Regions from separate parts of the Zea mays genome. Here region 2 is linked to region 1. Evidence: chromatin contacts called from public Hi-C data. All regions are on one chromosome and are shown on one strand. Each heading gives the region's core, a stretch centred on a gene start, on an enhancer-like site or on the middle of the called end of the contact. The rest is flanking DNA. Distances are from core to core; before and after follow the strand shown. Region 1 holds the start of LOC100281814. Region 2 holds the start of LOC100277680.

Region 1 (7,659 bases), core at 2,794-5,293:
AGTTATATTTGACAGACAGAGATGTTGTATCTGGAGCCACGGGAATTCTAGCCCCTCCCCGGGTTTCACGCGTCTGGAGAGTTCGGCATGCCAGCACGTGCCCAACTGCCCATACGGACCCGAGATATTTCTTCAATTCGATGGAGCCATTCGCGTCCACGTCCGCTCCCCCATATCCGATCCACTGTACTCGCGAGCGATAGGGCGACTCCCTTCATGGATCCATTGCTCCTCGTCCCTGCGCCGCCGCCGCTCGACGGAGCCAGCCTCATCATCGCTCGGAAGCAAGTCTTCGCCCCCTTTCCCACCCCCCGCCCACGCACACACACGTTCGCCAGATCCCCTCCATCTCCACCGTCGTGATCGAGCAGGTGGGTCAAGTCGCTGGTGGCCCTCAAGGCGCCCGAGAAGGCGACGGGGGCATAAGGGTGGCCACACGTAGTGTCTCAGGTGGAGCTAGCCGGTCGTGTCCATGGCGAGCGCCAGCGAGGGCAGTGCGCTGGCGTCTGAGGCTTCTGTGGCGTCGGCTGACTCGTTCAGGGTGGCGTCGACCATAGGGTTTTGCGTGGCGGCGGGCTAAGACAGCGAGCCGCGGGACGCGCAGGCGAGCTCGGGCGCGCGCGACAGGCGGCACGGTTGGACCATTGGCCCTTCCATCCTTCTCCTCCCCCTTCCACTTCACAGACATTCCCCAAGGCCACTCTCCATCAGGTCCACGTCGTCCCACTGGCCTCTCTGCTTGCCTCTGCGGCCACTGCTCGACTCTGCGGCTGTTTACCCCGCCGCCTTTTCGTTTCTAGACCAAGGCCTGGTCAAAGAATCGTAGCAGATCGGGAGAGGGAGGGCTAACGGCGGCCGATATGATTCACCCGCGGTGGCAATGCTCCTCATGGTGAAGGTCGGGTCGTTGCGGGAGCTGGCGATGCGCAGTCGGAAGAGGAAGCCGTGAAGTCACCTTGATTCGGTGAAGTGGAAGCTCCACCCTCCATTGCTCCCAGTAAACAAGAAAGCAACCAGGTAATCACACCACATGAGAAAGCAATCAGGTAATCACGCCGCATGAACTAGGTGCCCTGCTATAATAGTTCTAAATTTATGGTTGCTGCTTGCTGCCAGTCGCAACTCCTCGTGGTTTGTTATGGTGGGTACTCTGGAAGTTTCACATTTAGCTGTTTCAGTTGTGATTGAGGGTCAAACCCATGAGCTAGAACCATCTGCGAATATGTATTCTTTTGTCTCGGACTCTCGGTCCATTAGCATCTTTCCTAGAAATGTTACAGTTCAAATACACTAGCAGACGGCAATGCTTTACTGATATTTTATTGCAACGAGCTTATAATTGTTGTATACTATTGGACACATAAACAAGGTATTACCTCCACTTCTGAATGGCAATTCACCATGATATTAAAAATATTATCAAGGCCACCCGACTGCCTTAATGTTTCTTTGAAATTTCCTCTAAGTTTCGACACCATGTCAGATGTATTTGTGAAAATGTTATAGCACCTTTGATTGATGATGGCAAGCCTTGCTACTAAATCAGGTTTATTAAATTAAAGGTAATACTTGGATCTCCAATGCCTCTTCAGTTATCTTGGAACAATTACTGTAACATATATTTGTCTTGCAGCAAGGTTTATTAAATTAACTAACTTCTAAATAAACGAAGGAACACAACTTACTTTGCATTCTAAAACACATACACGTTATCGAGTTCTTCAATTGACCTATCCAATACCTTTACTTTTGCATCCTTCCCTTCATCATATGCCTTCTGAATTTCTATCTTTGATTGTCAAGTCTGCAGAGCTTGTCTATTTGTGAATACCAAAAGTTGGTTCAAACCCGTCACATGTGTTGCAATGTAAACGTCTGGTGTCCTTTTTAGGTGTGCTCTTTTAATTTGCCCTTTTTACTCTCTGCTGAAGCTGACTAATTATAACATTTTAGGAAATGCAGTGAGTCCTATTGTGCTGTAAAATTAAGAGAAAATTGCTAGACAATTAACTCTCTTGTTGTCTTAAAAACACAGTATTTGGCTGATGTAGTTTTTTTGTTCAGACTGATAAACATGGGAACTTGAAGAGCTGTTCTACAGTTTCATGCTGATAATGTGAAGCAGAGTGAAATGATTGTGACCTTTGCCATGCGTGCTGGTTTTGCTGGTGGATTGGTTGACTGGCCTCATATTCAGTTACCATGTAACAATGGAGTTTGAACAATCCTATAGATTCGATGTCTATGCTTGTGAGCATGCCTTTCTTCTGATGGTTCAAAAGTGAAGAAGTCCTACCTTGTCCTCATTTGTGGCACATCAGATTTTACCTACTCGTAAAAAAGGAATATTATTTAAAAACTACATTAACTACCTTGTGAATGCATTGAAGAATAAACTAACATGTGATTGGTTCGAACCTGTAAGATGTTCGCCTCCTAACAAGGAAACAAGTACAAGTGACTCTGTAAAATCTGACTCTATAAAATACACTATTAGTGATTCAGAAAAGCCTGATTGATGAATGATTACTTGAATTAAATTTTATCAGTTACATCATAACATGTTTTAACAGTTTGGATCCTAACTAGCATTGTTACTTGCTTTTTATCACTCTTTGAACGCAAGAGTTTTCAGTCTGCTCTCTGTAACTACCTATGAAGATAGGTTTCTTTCACACAGTGATAGAATTTAGAATTTTCAATAGGCCAATGAATTGGATTTCTTTCTGCTCTGTTGGGGAGGGCAGTGAGTGGTGCTGCTACAGTCTTAGAAATGATGGTAAAGATTTTTTTTAGATAATGGAATGATGGTAAAGATATTGAGCCTTTAGTTTTATTCCAAAGATGCTCTTTGTTACTTGTCATCCTTACACAACTTATATTAACATTAATTTCTAATGACTTTTCGCCTAAATCTGGTGCCCTGATGTGTTTATTTAAATCTTACTATTACCATCTAATTAATATAGTTGCACAAAACTATGTTGGTTCGTCGACATTAGCTTCTGTCTTAAACAACTGTAGGGCGCCCGAATGGGCGCCTAATGTTCTAGTTACCTTAATAAACATAAAGGAGGATAAAAGCATCATGATCCATGATCATGGACAATTTATAACTGCGGGTGTTTGGGACTGCTGCAGCTCTAGAAAATTTGATAGAGTTGGTAGAGCAGGTCATTAGATGCTCCAGAAAACTGCGGAACTGGAGTTGTGAACCTTTAGATAACATTTAGTCATTTAGATAAATCGTTTTGTTTATTATTTAAATTAAAAATACTTTTTAAGCTATGCAAATTTATATTATAAACTATAGCTCCAGCTGGAGCTGGAACCTGGGGCAGTCTAAAACACCCCCTTAGTTTACTATTCACAACAATTATAAGTCCAGAGCCTGCTTAGGGAAATGGAGATTAACCCGAATCGAAAGTCTGGCATCATTGTAACATAAGTTTTTTACGTCGCATGCAAATTCGCGTGATTTCCTAAAATTATGCTTATCTTCAATCGTACAGATAATATCAAAAACCGGGATCGACTCAATCATTTGGATTTCAAAAACCCTAAATTCATCCACCAATCCCATCAGTCTTTAACAAATCAAGCAGTATCCTCACCTCCACTCTGAATCGTCCCCGTAGGGTGAGTAATAGTCGTATCCGATCTCATCCTTGTTCACGCAATTGAACATGAGCGCCGCCAGCGAAGCGAAGATCCCTGCAAAATGCCCATGCCCATGCCCAACGGAATCGCACCCATCAATCGAACCCCAAAGCTCTCAAGCGAAAAATGGAGGCTACTCCTCGAATCTTAGGGCTCCCGGTCTCACCTGGAAGGTAGTGGAGGAAGGAGACCTGGACCGCGCTGCAAACGACCGCGTCCACCCAGAACCACCATCCGGCCCCGAAGATGGCGCCGGACACGCCCGGGCCGATGATGCCCCAAAGCAGAGCAAGGTTCTCCATGGTCGCGACCTCTCCTCACCAACTCCTCCCACCAAGCAATCTCCTCGTCGTTCTGCTCTTCACCCTTTTTCGGGAGAAATTATTCTTTTCTAAGTGGAAACTGGAGGTGGGTAGAGTCACTGGGCCAAACAATCTCCGTCCAATAAAGCCCAACTTGGTATTTTCTTTGAGCCTGTTGCGCCACGCATGTTTATGGGCCTATCGAATCGCGTTGAGATGGACGTAGTGGCGCTTGGGGCTGTTCGTTGTGGTGGTGCGGCAGGAAGAGACGATGGCGCGAGGTGGCGCGTGGGCCGCGGTGGCGGCGGCGGCCGTGTGGTGGATGGCGGCGGGGGCCGGGGCGGTATGGCTGGAGATTGCGCCGTCAGGGACTAAGTGTGTGTCGGAGGAGATCCAATCCAACGTTGTTGTCATCGGCGACTACTCCGTCCTCTATGATCACCACCACGCCCAGCCTACCATCTCCGTCAAGGTAACCAATCGTTTGGACCTACAAATGCGAGGACATATCATGTGCAATCACTTATCCTGGTGCAAGCGTGCAATCAAGCGATCTGGTGCATCCGATCTAGATCTAATGATGACTGTTATTTTATATTTAACCCATTCCACCTAAAACATAGTACCTATTTTACTTTTAACCCCTTCCATATGAAACCGTTGGATCTAGATTGGATGCTCTGGATAATTTGATTGCACGCTTGCACCAAAATAAGTGATTGCACGGGATATATCCTCTACAAATGCAATATCAGACTAAAACGGCGTTACGACGTAATTAGTTTAAGGGGGATAAATTGAACTAAAATAGTAGTTGACACCGTAATTAATTAATTAGCCGACCTAGAAAACACCAGTTGGGGTATCCATTTGCATCCACCAGATCGGGATTGATCGAAGCAGTACAGCATGGGAGGTGATAGACAAAAAATGTACTGTTATATACATTGTAATTTTTGTGGATCGGTTGGTACTCCTCTATTTTCTATGCTTTTGTGTAGACTAGGATTGGAATGGGAGTGCATTATGTGTAGTAACTGTTCTCAAATATTTATCATTCGCTAGTTTATTTTTAAACTAAACCGCGATAAATAAAAAAGGTCGGAGGGAGTATTATGGAAGGAAGTGCATTATGTGCAGTAGCTGTTATTTCTTTGACGTCATGGAGTTATGGTATTAGGTACTATTAGCTAACAATCGATGACAATTGTCAACTTGAGCACATCGGACATGTGATTAGCCATTGGGAGATATCACATATGCCTCTTTTCATTGTGGTCACGCAGTCTGTGGGTGTACTAAAAACACTATTTGAAAACTATTCTGCTAGCTCAGATGCATGATAAAAATTAAAAACAGTTTTTCCCGTTATAAAAGATACATAACTCTCGTTATTGTTTGGGAAAGAAAAAAATCATTGTGATTTTATTGCTGTTGCGGCTCCCCATTAGTTTTAGGTTCAGTCAAATTGGTCCTGAATACGGCAAGTTGTTGATTCCTTTCGTCCTGTCCTAGGCCTTCTCCATTTTTTCTGCACTATTGTTTGTGGTACATGTACATCAAATGGATCACGGTTACATTGTTAGTTCTTCAATAATGAAACTGGAAGATGCTGTCCAACACCTTGCTTATCTTGCATGTGGGCCATAAACTCGACCTTCGATTAGAGGGAACTACAAATGGGCGCCATTTTGTTGGATAGAGTTGTGATTATGAAACACAGGAGACATGGAATCCACCTCCATATTGCAACATTTTACCCTCAAAAGCCTTTGACTTATTTGCGCATGGTAGTGGTAGTGGATAAATCTATTGCAATTCACTTCATAGAGAACATACTGGTAACTTTGCTGGGAGAGGAACTGGACATTGACCGGGAGTTGTCTAACATGCTTACATTTCTTTGGGGGGTCATTATTTCAGGTTACGTCCCCTTTTGGAGACATTGTTCATAAGAAAGAGAAGGTTTCGATGGGGCAATTTGCATTTACCACAGCAGAAGCAGGGAACTACCTTGCCTGCTTCTCAATTGATGGTGAGGACAGAGGGTTAGTGGTGAAGCTAAACCTTGACTGGAAAATTGGGCTGGCTAGTAGAGACTGGGATTCTGTTGCCAAAAAGGAAAAGATCGAGGTGAAGTATATTAAAAAATGAGGCGTTATACTGCCAGCTGTTGTCTTGTTTTACTCCCCTTCCATATGACATGGAGTTTTATAATCAGGGAGTTGAACTGGAGTTGCTCAAGCTCGAAGTTGCTGTCCAATCAATCCATGACAACCTGCTGCTACTAAAATCCAAGTCTGTGCATCCATTTGTTTTTTCTAGCTTCATGTTGTGATTATCCACGTACCTGGCTGATATCCAGGGTACAATAGCAATCTATTTAACGAAGTTGTTCTCGGTGCAGAGAAGCTAACATGAGGGACGTCAGTGAGCAGACGAATTCTAGGGTCACGTGGCTGAGCATGCTGTCTCTTGTTGTTTGCATTGCAGTCTCTGTTTTACAGCTGTGGCATCTACAACAGTACTTCCGAAAGATGAAGCTCATCTGACCTGATGTCTGAAATATAGTGCTCTGCAATAAGCTTATCTTCATCTTTTTTTTTTTTGCATATGAGATCTGGTAGTTCCACCGTCGAGCCTAGCAATTGTAAATAAAATGGTATAACAAACTGAAATCCCACACATGAGACTGCTGTTTTCCTTGTTCGACTTACTTTTGCAGCGTGCAAAACAGTGTTTTTTCTTTCCTTTTCTTCCATGGACAACTCAGGGATGCCTCTGCTACAACTACAAGCATGGACAACCTCATTGTGCCACTGACGCACTCGCCACAGCCACGAGGAAATCCCTGTAGTCACTCCCAGGCAAGTTTTCTTGGATGTATTCTGCGAGGCTCTTCCCGTAACTACTCTGGAACGCTGATCTGATCTCGTCTATACCGACATCATCGCTGCCCAAGATAGCCCTCGTTACCATCCTCGTATCAGTCGCTGCGGGTAGCATACTTCTGTGCAGTAACTGGAAATATCAAGGGCAGAAGAATGAATAAAAACACAGGTACAGAACAGTCTGCCTTTAATTTGATACCGATCCATGGGTTTCTGGGATTTTGTTACCTTGGAGTAGTACTTGGAAGGGTTGTAGATGCACTTGACAACGACTCTGAGGGGTCCTTCGAATTCGCCAGACCCGTTTATCTTCAGTGCCTGCATGCGTACAAATTGTTGCAAGGGTAGCCAAGAAAACAGAGTCATTGAGGCTGCATGAGGTGGATGGCATGGCACCATGTGGTGTAGCTGACGAGACGAGTCCACTTGCCTTGGTGTAGTCATGCCCATATATGTGCTTGTAGCTGCAGAAGGCCAGCCTGAGCTGCGGGATGCTCCTCTTGCTGAACATCTCGAGGATCACAGCCTCGTCGACGACGGAACCAGAACCAGCACCAGCGCCGCTGTTCTTGGTGTCGTGCAGCCTCCTCGCGTCGCATTTCGCCACGTGCTGGCTGAGGTCGTCGTGGTGCGACCTGCGGGACGCCGCGAGAGCCAGCAGCAGCTGTTGGAACGAACAACGGTGACGGTGGTTAAGTCAGGTGGTCTGACGCCATGACCGCCGCAGAGAAGAGAAGAAGCGAAAGAGAAAAGAAGGACGGGCACGTGCCCTGTGGTAAGGGTGAGACGGCTCGGTGGCCATGTCC
Region 2 (7,659 bases), core at 1,988-4,487, 190 kb before region 1:
GTTTGTGATTTAAAACTACTTAATCTCACTCAATCCACATGAATTGGGAGCTAACCAAACAAGACATACGTGGAGCCGAGCTTCTCCCGGAAGACAAGACAAGAGGCAAGAGCTGTATCTTGGCCGATCTGTTCTTGCTGTTCTGGCTTCTGGCAAGGCTGATCCAGGCACGTACCTTGCTGCGGCAAAACGAGGTCGCCGCTGGCTCGTTACCCCAATTGCCACACTTTGCCTAACTTTTCTGCCTAAGGTTAGTTATTCAATTCGAACGACTAACCTTAGGCAAAGTGGGGCACAGTTAGCCACAAACCAAACAAGCCTCATTGCGGCGTCTGGTCAAAACATGCCACATCGGTTTAGCTGCGCTTCTGTCAACGATTGGCCATGCGGCTTCCATTGGTTACCAGGAACCCTAGAGTTTAGACCACATCGCCTGCCTCTAAGCCAATGAGATCGTCAATTTATTGGAACTGGTTGATTTGAAGAAAAAAACCTGTGCATTGCCCAGTTTCACTGCATCAAACTGGTATGCCAATGACAATGAGATCCACACGCAGAAATTTTTTGACGAAACTAACTTCTTCAGTAGAAGCTTGGAATTAGAGTTTTAAGGTCTGTTTGGTTCGTGGCTAACTGTGCCACACTTTACCTAAGATTAATCGTTTGAATTGAACTAACCTTATATAGAAAAGTTAGACAAAGTATGACAATTTAGGCAACAATCCAATCAAGCCCCAAACCTCAACAGAGCCATTACATTTGAAAGCACGAAGCTACAGATCTTCCATGAAGGCTAAAGCAACAATACCCAGCATTCGCCTTGCAGAAGGGCTTGTTTGGTTGGAACCCTCACAGGCAACAATTGCCTGCCAGGGAAACCATCCCGGCCCCATCCCAGACCCAGGCGTTAAAAATCCAACGCCTGGGAGCGCTGCATGAGCCAGGCAGCTTCGCCGGGGAGGAAACCAAACGAGCCCATTTAAATGCAGAAAAAAGGGGGCAAGATTTCGTTTTATGAACAGGAACACATTGCGTTCCATAAGAAACAGTTATGTCATAGTCATACAGTGGGAGGGTGCACAGGAACAGTGCATCGCATGACACACTAGAGGCTAGATGAGTACGAAAAAAAGCCCCGTGCCATTCAACCAGCCATTATCACTGTGAATGAATAAATCCATCAAAGCTTTAACAGTCTGTTTCATTGAGGACAGATGAAGACTAGTTTGCTTTGTCGGGTCAGAAAATGTGAATCGGCAGGGGTGCCAAGTTGGGGATTCATGCAAAGATTGCCTGCAGGATCAACACAGGTTCTCACATTTCAGCGAGAGGTCAAGAGATCATGGATCAGTTGATCGTCATTGGTAGCGCCACGATGATCACCACCCTCTCGCAAAGCAGCCACAACCTCTTCAATCTGCAGCATGTGAGAACAAAACCTTCGCATAGCCTCTGAAGTAGTTGAACAAATCATATCATGCAATGAACTTCGAAATAGAAGCCGCTTCCATCTGTAAGCATGCAAGGGGTCCACAGCTCGTGGGTTTGCAGTAGGGTGCTTCTTTTGGACATGCTTGCAGAGCTCTCTGTATGTGCCCATGTACGAACAGCCGTCTTCCATGCAGCTCCTCCTCTTGCGATTCAGCTGCTTCCGAGCAGGCTCAACCAAGGTATATCCCTTGACCTCGCCACGGCATAGGGGACACATAAGCTCTATTGCATCTGGGTCCTCAGAGGCTTCTTTTCTGCATGACATTACAAGCTGATCAAGACAATTTGAGTGCTGGTAGCTGGACGCACAAATATATGGACGGCAGCCATTGCCATGTGACGAACAGAGTAGAAGAACAGCGCTGTGTGGGAATTCCATGCATACTGGACAAGTTGCATTTGTCCATGCGTATTTCTCCACTGCAAATGACATCTCCTTTCTGGAAACTCTTTTGAATCTGGAACTACTGTGAGAAGATGAACTTTTTTTGTTCCTCGTATACTTGGTCATCCTGAAAGGACTGTAAGATCTAATAGCAAGTTAGATGCCATGAAGTCTATTAAAAGAAATTCACTTTGTCCATATTACAACTATAAACTGAAGGACCCTGGATCATAATACAACAGTATGTTTGCTAGCACAGGGTAAGTTATATATATTTTTAATTACTCTGACCTATCACATAGTCAAGAATAAAAAAATATAGCTTAATAATAAATTTAGTAAAACAAACTCAATTTACTTTGTTATCCTGATCATTATTCTATAAGTATGGAAAACACAAGCTGAACATTGATACTACCTCATTCACGGCAATATATATTTTTCCATCAAATTACCAAACAGTTCAAACACTTACAAGTTACAGAAATGCCTGGTTTTGATCAGAAACTCAGTGGGCACTGTTACTGCCAACTTCGAACCTCTTGTTTTGGTTCGGGAACTGCTTCAGAGGAAATCAGATGTATTTGGCATGCATATACCAGAGACGCATAATTATTTTCACCACAGAGATTGGGAAGGTCCATTTTTTATATTCCTAGAAACCCCATAGCAATGGACAACTTGGATATTTATGGTTGCTACTGGAAAAATGGCATTTCAAACAGAACAAATTTAAGGTACAGTAATTCCAACACATTCTCACCATGTGACTGCGCCTAAATTGGACCTCTACTCAAATGTCCTGCGACTTGTAAAGAAGTAGAGACTAACAACTCAAAATAACAGAGAAACTTAAAAGAACTTCGGCGTGATTGCAGAAACACGAATTTTACATGAAACATGCAAAAACATATGTATCAACCATCAGCGGTGATACTGATACATAGTAAAACTGTCAAACCAAATCCCATCACACAGGCATATGTGCCCATGTGGAATATTGTGTCTGATATTTCTAAAATCTTCTTTATACTAACTATCAGAACAGGAAGCCAGGCATCGTGTGCACCAGGGCTGGACCCAGCCAAGGGACATCGATGAACAGCCGATAAGTTTTGCAAGAACCAAGAAGTTCGAAGTTAGGAGGCATCAAATAGCCAAATAGCCTTAGGTTAGGGTTTGGGTGCTCGGTTTCGCACAGCAGGAAGGGAAGAGAACGGGTGGGAATACCTGGTGGGTTTTCGTCGCCGGCAAAGAGGCTGGCGAAGGCCTCAGCACCTGGCGTTAGAGCGGCGGCGGCGGCGACGGCGGCGACACCGGTCGTCGGACCGCGACACTAGGCGAGAGGCAGAGAAACGAAGGCGGAACGCGGGGTCGTGCGGAAGGATTTTCCCAAAAGGAAGGAAAATGCGACGGCCGGCCGGCCGGCCCAGTCTGGGGTTGTTCGGCCCGCGGAGAGCTCACTCGCATGCGGGCCTCCTGGGACGTTCTTTTTCACACATGACACATTTCTGATGTCAGACGGTTAAAAGTTTAACAAATTTCATTAGCATTTAAGGCAGCGTTCTCTAAATTTTATCCTTAAAAAATATTCTGTATCCTTTACAACACATTATAAAAGATTTTATCATCTATATCTTTTCTACTCTAAAAAATTATATCATCTATATTTTCTTCTACTCTAGCCGCGTTCTCTAAATTTCATTCTATATATGAACAAGACATTGTTTTCTACATTTCTTTCGTATCGGGCGAACAGAAAAATTAGTTTGTATGTCCCGTATTAAGATACGGCGTATATTTTTTTTTGTTCACCTAAAATAGTACACATTTTTTATTAAAAAGTACCATTCACAAATGTAAAAAAATACTATACATAGTACATTCTTACCGCATGATGTTGTAATCATTCTACATTATTTTAGGCTACAGTAACAATTCCATCACATGTTGTTGCATTATCCGAGCAAGCCTGAAACGAAGGGACACAAACGCCGGGGAGCGGGGACGTGCACTATTTTAGTGGATCCCTTGGCGCATGCTGCTGGAGATAAAAAGGACACAAACACAAACACACGCTAAATATAGAGAAGAGGAGCATATAGCGCACCTTAATGGAGAAAGCCTAAGAAACGGTTGCCAGCACAAAAAACCCAAAACGCCCTCGAAAGATCATAAGAATTCGTTGGAGGTCTCACTAGCACCAGCCACGTGCCCTTACGATCTCACGTCTAACTTAGCTTTTGTAACGGTTGCGGATAGCCTTAGAGGACGCCGGGGAGCGGGGACGTGCACTATTTTAGTGGATCCCTTGGCGCATGCTGCTGGAGATAAAAAGGACACAAACACAAACACACGCTAAATATAGAGAAGAGGAGCATATAGCGCACCTTAATGGAGAAAGCCTAAGAAACTGTTGCCAGCACAAAAAACCCAAAACGCCCTCCAAAGATCATAAGAATTCGTTGGAGGTCTCACTAGCACCAGCCACGTGCCCTTAGGATCTCACGTCTAACTTAGCTTTAGCAAAATTGGTGCCCTCATGTTAGGGAAATTCAACCTCCAACTCCCGAGGCTCTCCATCCTTTGGCAGCAGATAGAACGAACGAGATCTCCTTAGACTCTTAGGGTCTATTTGGTTGGGCTATGGCTGTGAAAAAAGCTGTTGTGGGTTGTGAGCTGTGAAAAAAGCTGTTGTGGACTGTGAGTTGTTAAAAAGCTAAAAACCGTTTGATGGAAACCAATAAAAACCGTTAAAATTTTTTCGATATATGTTTTCACAGTTTCGTCTGAAAGCCATTAGAAACAGGTCCATTCAGTTTTGTACTGCGAGAAAATAAGCTTTTAGAAAAAACTGTTTTCTAGATTCAGCCCTTTGATTTGCCTTTTAGGGGGCAAAAGTTAAACCAAATACACCCTTAGCCTTTTAGGCTTTTCTCTTGGCCAATGGCCCCTAGTCTTAGAGCCTGCTAACTCTGTTTATAAATATATGATATTATTGGTTTTTTTTTAAAAAACTTTAACCGTTCGTCTTTTATAAAATATTTATTTAAAAATGTAAAATTTCAAGTCATGCATAAAAATAAAATAAATCATAAAAAATAAATAATAACTTATTTTTTTAATAAAACAAATGATCAATTTTTTTTTAAAAAAATGTCAACCGTATCATATATTTAACCGCGAGCTAGCACACCTGCAGACGACGCTACAATGCCCTTCGCCATCCTCGCCGCCGCTAGTGGACACGCCGGAGACGGAGTCCGACGCAGGGCTGCCTGGAGCGCCTCGCCTGGTCCTCGCGCCCGCGGAAGTAGCAGAGCCCGAGGTCGACGGGGACTCGCGCCGAGACCGCGAGCGCTTCCCGCGCGCCACTGCCGGCCAGGCACAGGTCCCGCGTGTCGTCGCCGCCCCTGCCCTCCACCTGGACACCGTCACAGGCGAGCTCGTGCTCGTGCAAGCCTCCCCGTCGCCCGCGACCATGGCTTCTGGTGCAGCTCGAGCTGCTGCCCGCCCGACATGTGGGCTAGTCTGTCTCACGCATCCCGTATCTACTTGCTGACAGGAGTTAGGGAGAGGCAGAGCAGATGATGTCGAGGCCGCCGGGGTTACAGGCCATAGGCGTATGTAACGTAGAGCTGCTCGAGGCGGCTATGCTAGCACATGTGCTGCTCTCAGACGCACGCCATGACAAGCTTGGCGGTACAAGCTGATGACGGCGGCGAGAGTGAAGGGGCAAGGGCCAGGGCCGCAAGCCGCTCCGGCAAGTTCGTCGTTGAGCACACGAGCAGCAGGGAAGAGCAGCCGGTCATAATGAGAGAAATTAGGTGGTATAACGAGGGGAAAATTATATTTTACATTTTTATCATTTTATTAATGAGTTTTTTTTAAAAACACGACTAAGGGTATAGGTGAGCACACCACCAAAACTAAAGGCACCAATTTAAAAAACTCAACTGGACGGAACGGTGATTGGAGGAGGATTTGATCCTGTCGTAACTGCACTATTTGTTACACGGACTTGTAGCAGGTTGTTACGCTATTGTTCAGGATGCTATTACTCCGCTAACTAGATAACTATAGATCCGATCTTATCTCCATGTAATCCTCATCTCTTGTACCTATTATTTGCCCAGCTAATGGCGCTATATAAACACATAACCCGCGGCCACCAAGAGTGGTAGAACGCTTCACCTAATTGAGGTTTTCATGGTACCAGAGTCAAACCTCTAGCACATTCAGACATGGCACACGAATTAGCCACCACCATCCCCTCCTCCTTCTCAATTCCCATCACTGGAAAACTTATTCGCACGAACTATATGTTGTGGCGTGCCCAAATCATGCTGTCGATCCGAGCGGCGCAACTAGAGGGCGTCCTCACCGGTGCAGACCCAGAACCACCGACCACCATCACCAACAAGCCCGGCGACACCTTGTCGACCGTACCAAATCCCGAGTACGCTCGTTGGATTGCGCGCGACCAAGCTGTTTTGGGGTACCTCCTGTCTTCGTTGACGCGTGAGGTTCTTACAAACGTCGCAACGCTCTCATCTTCGGCCGAGGTCTGGAGCACGCTGGTCGCGACATACGCGTCCCACACACGTGCTCGCTCCGTCAACATGCGCATAGCGTTGGCAACCACGAAGAAAGGCGCTGCCACAACGACGAAATTCTACACCAAGATGAAAGGATATGTAGATGACATGAGCACTGCTGGACAGCCTCTCAATGATGAAGATTTTGTATCCTATCTCCTCACTGGCCTTGATGAAGAATGTTATAATCCTTTGGTTTCTTCCATTCTTGGTCGCGTTGAACCTATTACGCCTTCTGAATTACTCTCACAAATGTTGAGCTATGAACTTCGCACGAACTGGCAATCTGGAGGCACCTATCAGTCATCTGTAAATTCGGCCTCTCGGGGTCGGGGTACTCCTTGGAACCGAAATGGCAACAAGGGGTGTGGTCGTGGTCGTGCACCCTCACTTGGGCAGTCATCTGGTAACTCGCGCAGTGGATTCTCACATAGCAACAATCGTCGCATAATGGTGCCTCCCGTTCCTCCGATGACAGTCCACAGTGCCAAGTTTGCTTCAAAACCGGAGACATAGCAAACATATGCTGGTACCGATTTGATGAGGACTATGTTCCTGATTCACGCCTCGCGGCGTCTGCAACATACTCTCAAGGTAATGATCCACAATGATTACTGGACTTTGGTGCCACTAATCATATCATAGGTGAGCTCGAGAAACTCACCACTCATGAAGGCTACACTGGAACTGATCAAATCCGGGCAGCCAACGGCGCAGGTATGAATTTTAATTGCATTGGCTCATCTGTCATACCCTCCTCCACTCGTCGGTTACATCTTCGTCAAGTCCTTCATGTTCCTCTTACACATAAGAATCTTATTTCTATTCATAAATTTACCTTGGATAACAACACAATTATTGAATTCCATCCCAATTTTTTCTTGATAAAGGACCAGGACACGAGAAAGGTGCTGGTTCACGGGCCATGTAGAGAAGGACTCTATCCCTTTCCGAGCATGCTGACCCCAACCAGAAGCATCTTCTCTCCGCCATAAAGCCCACCATGCTCCGCTGGCATGCTCACCTAGGTCATCCTGCTCATGAGATCGTTCTTCGTGTCATTCATCAAAATAATCTTTTATGTTCGGCTCAAGAAAATAAGACATCTGTGTGTGATGCTTGCCTACGTGCTAAAGCATGTCAGCTTCCCTATCATGTTTCTATTAGCAAATCTAGTGCTCCTCT

Evidence for each region. A called contact is a pair of places that touch in the nucleus more often than the background predicts.
Region 2: a contact with region 1 is called in a Hi-C map of leaf, with 4 times the contacts expected there. The contact joins the promoter of LOC100277680 here to the promoter of LOC100281814 in region 1. A contact is called at or near these places in 5 of 25 Hi-C or Micro-C datasets (ear, endosperm, leaf and 1 more).

Annotation. Positions count from the first base shown.
Region 1 is chr2:190,503,183-190,510,841 of Zm-B73-REFERENCE-NAM-5.0, reverse strand. LOC100281814 reads right to left here and starts at 4,043. Exons shown (of 4, transcript NM_001349039.1): 1 at 3,827-4,043; 2 at 3,615-3,714. The coding sequence starts at 3,962. It overlaps LOC100285181, which reads left to right and starts at 4,187. Exons shown (of 4, transcript NM_001158075.1): 1 at 4,187-4,434; 2 at 5,886-6,095; 3 at 6,184-6,260; 4 at 6,370-6,645. The coding sequence starts at 4,234. The coding sequence ends at 6,514. It overlaps LOC103647474 (a long non-coding RNA gene), which reads right to left and starts at 3,607. Exons shown (of 2, transcript XR_562868.2): 1 at 2,419-3,607; 2 at 1-2,328. LOC100275591 reads right to left here. Exons shown (of 5, transcript NM_001365909.1): 2 at 7,623-7,659; 3 at 7,284-7,517; 4 at 7,082-7,171; 5 at 6,423-6,983. The coding sequence ends at 6,771.
Region 2 is chr2:190,689,736-190,697,394 of Zm-B73-REFERENCE-NAM-5.0, reverse strand. LOC100277680 reads right to left here and starts at 3,237. Exons shown (of 2, transcript NM_001349007.1): 1 at 3,107-3,237; 2 at 1,015-2,021. The coding sequence starts at 2,002. The coding sequence ends at 1,322. LOC111591034 (small nucleolar RNA Z247) reads left to right here and starts at 6,601; the gene lies at 6,601-6,742.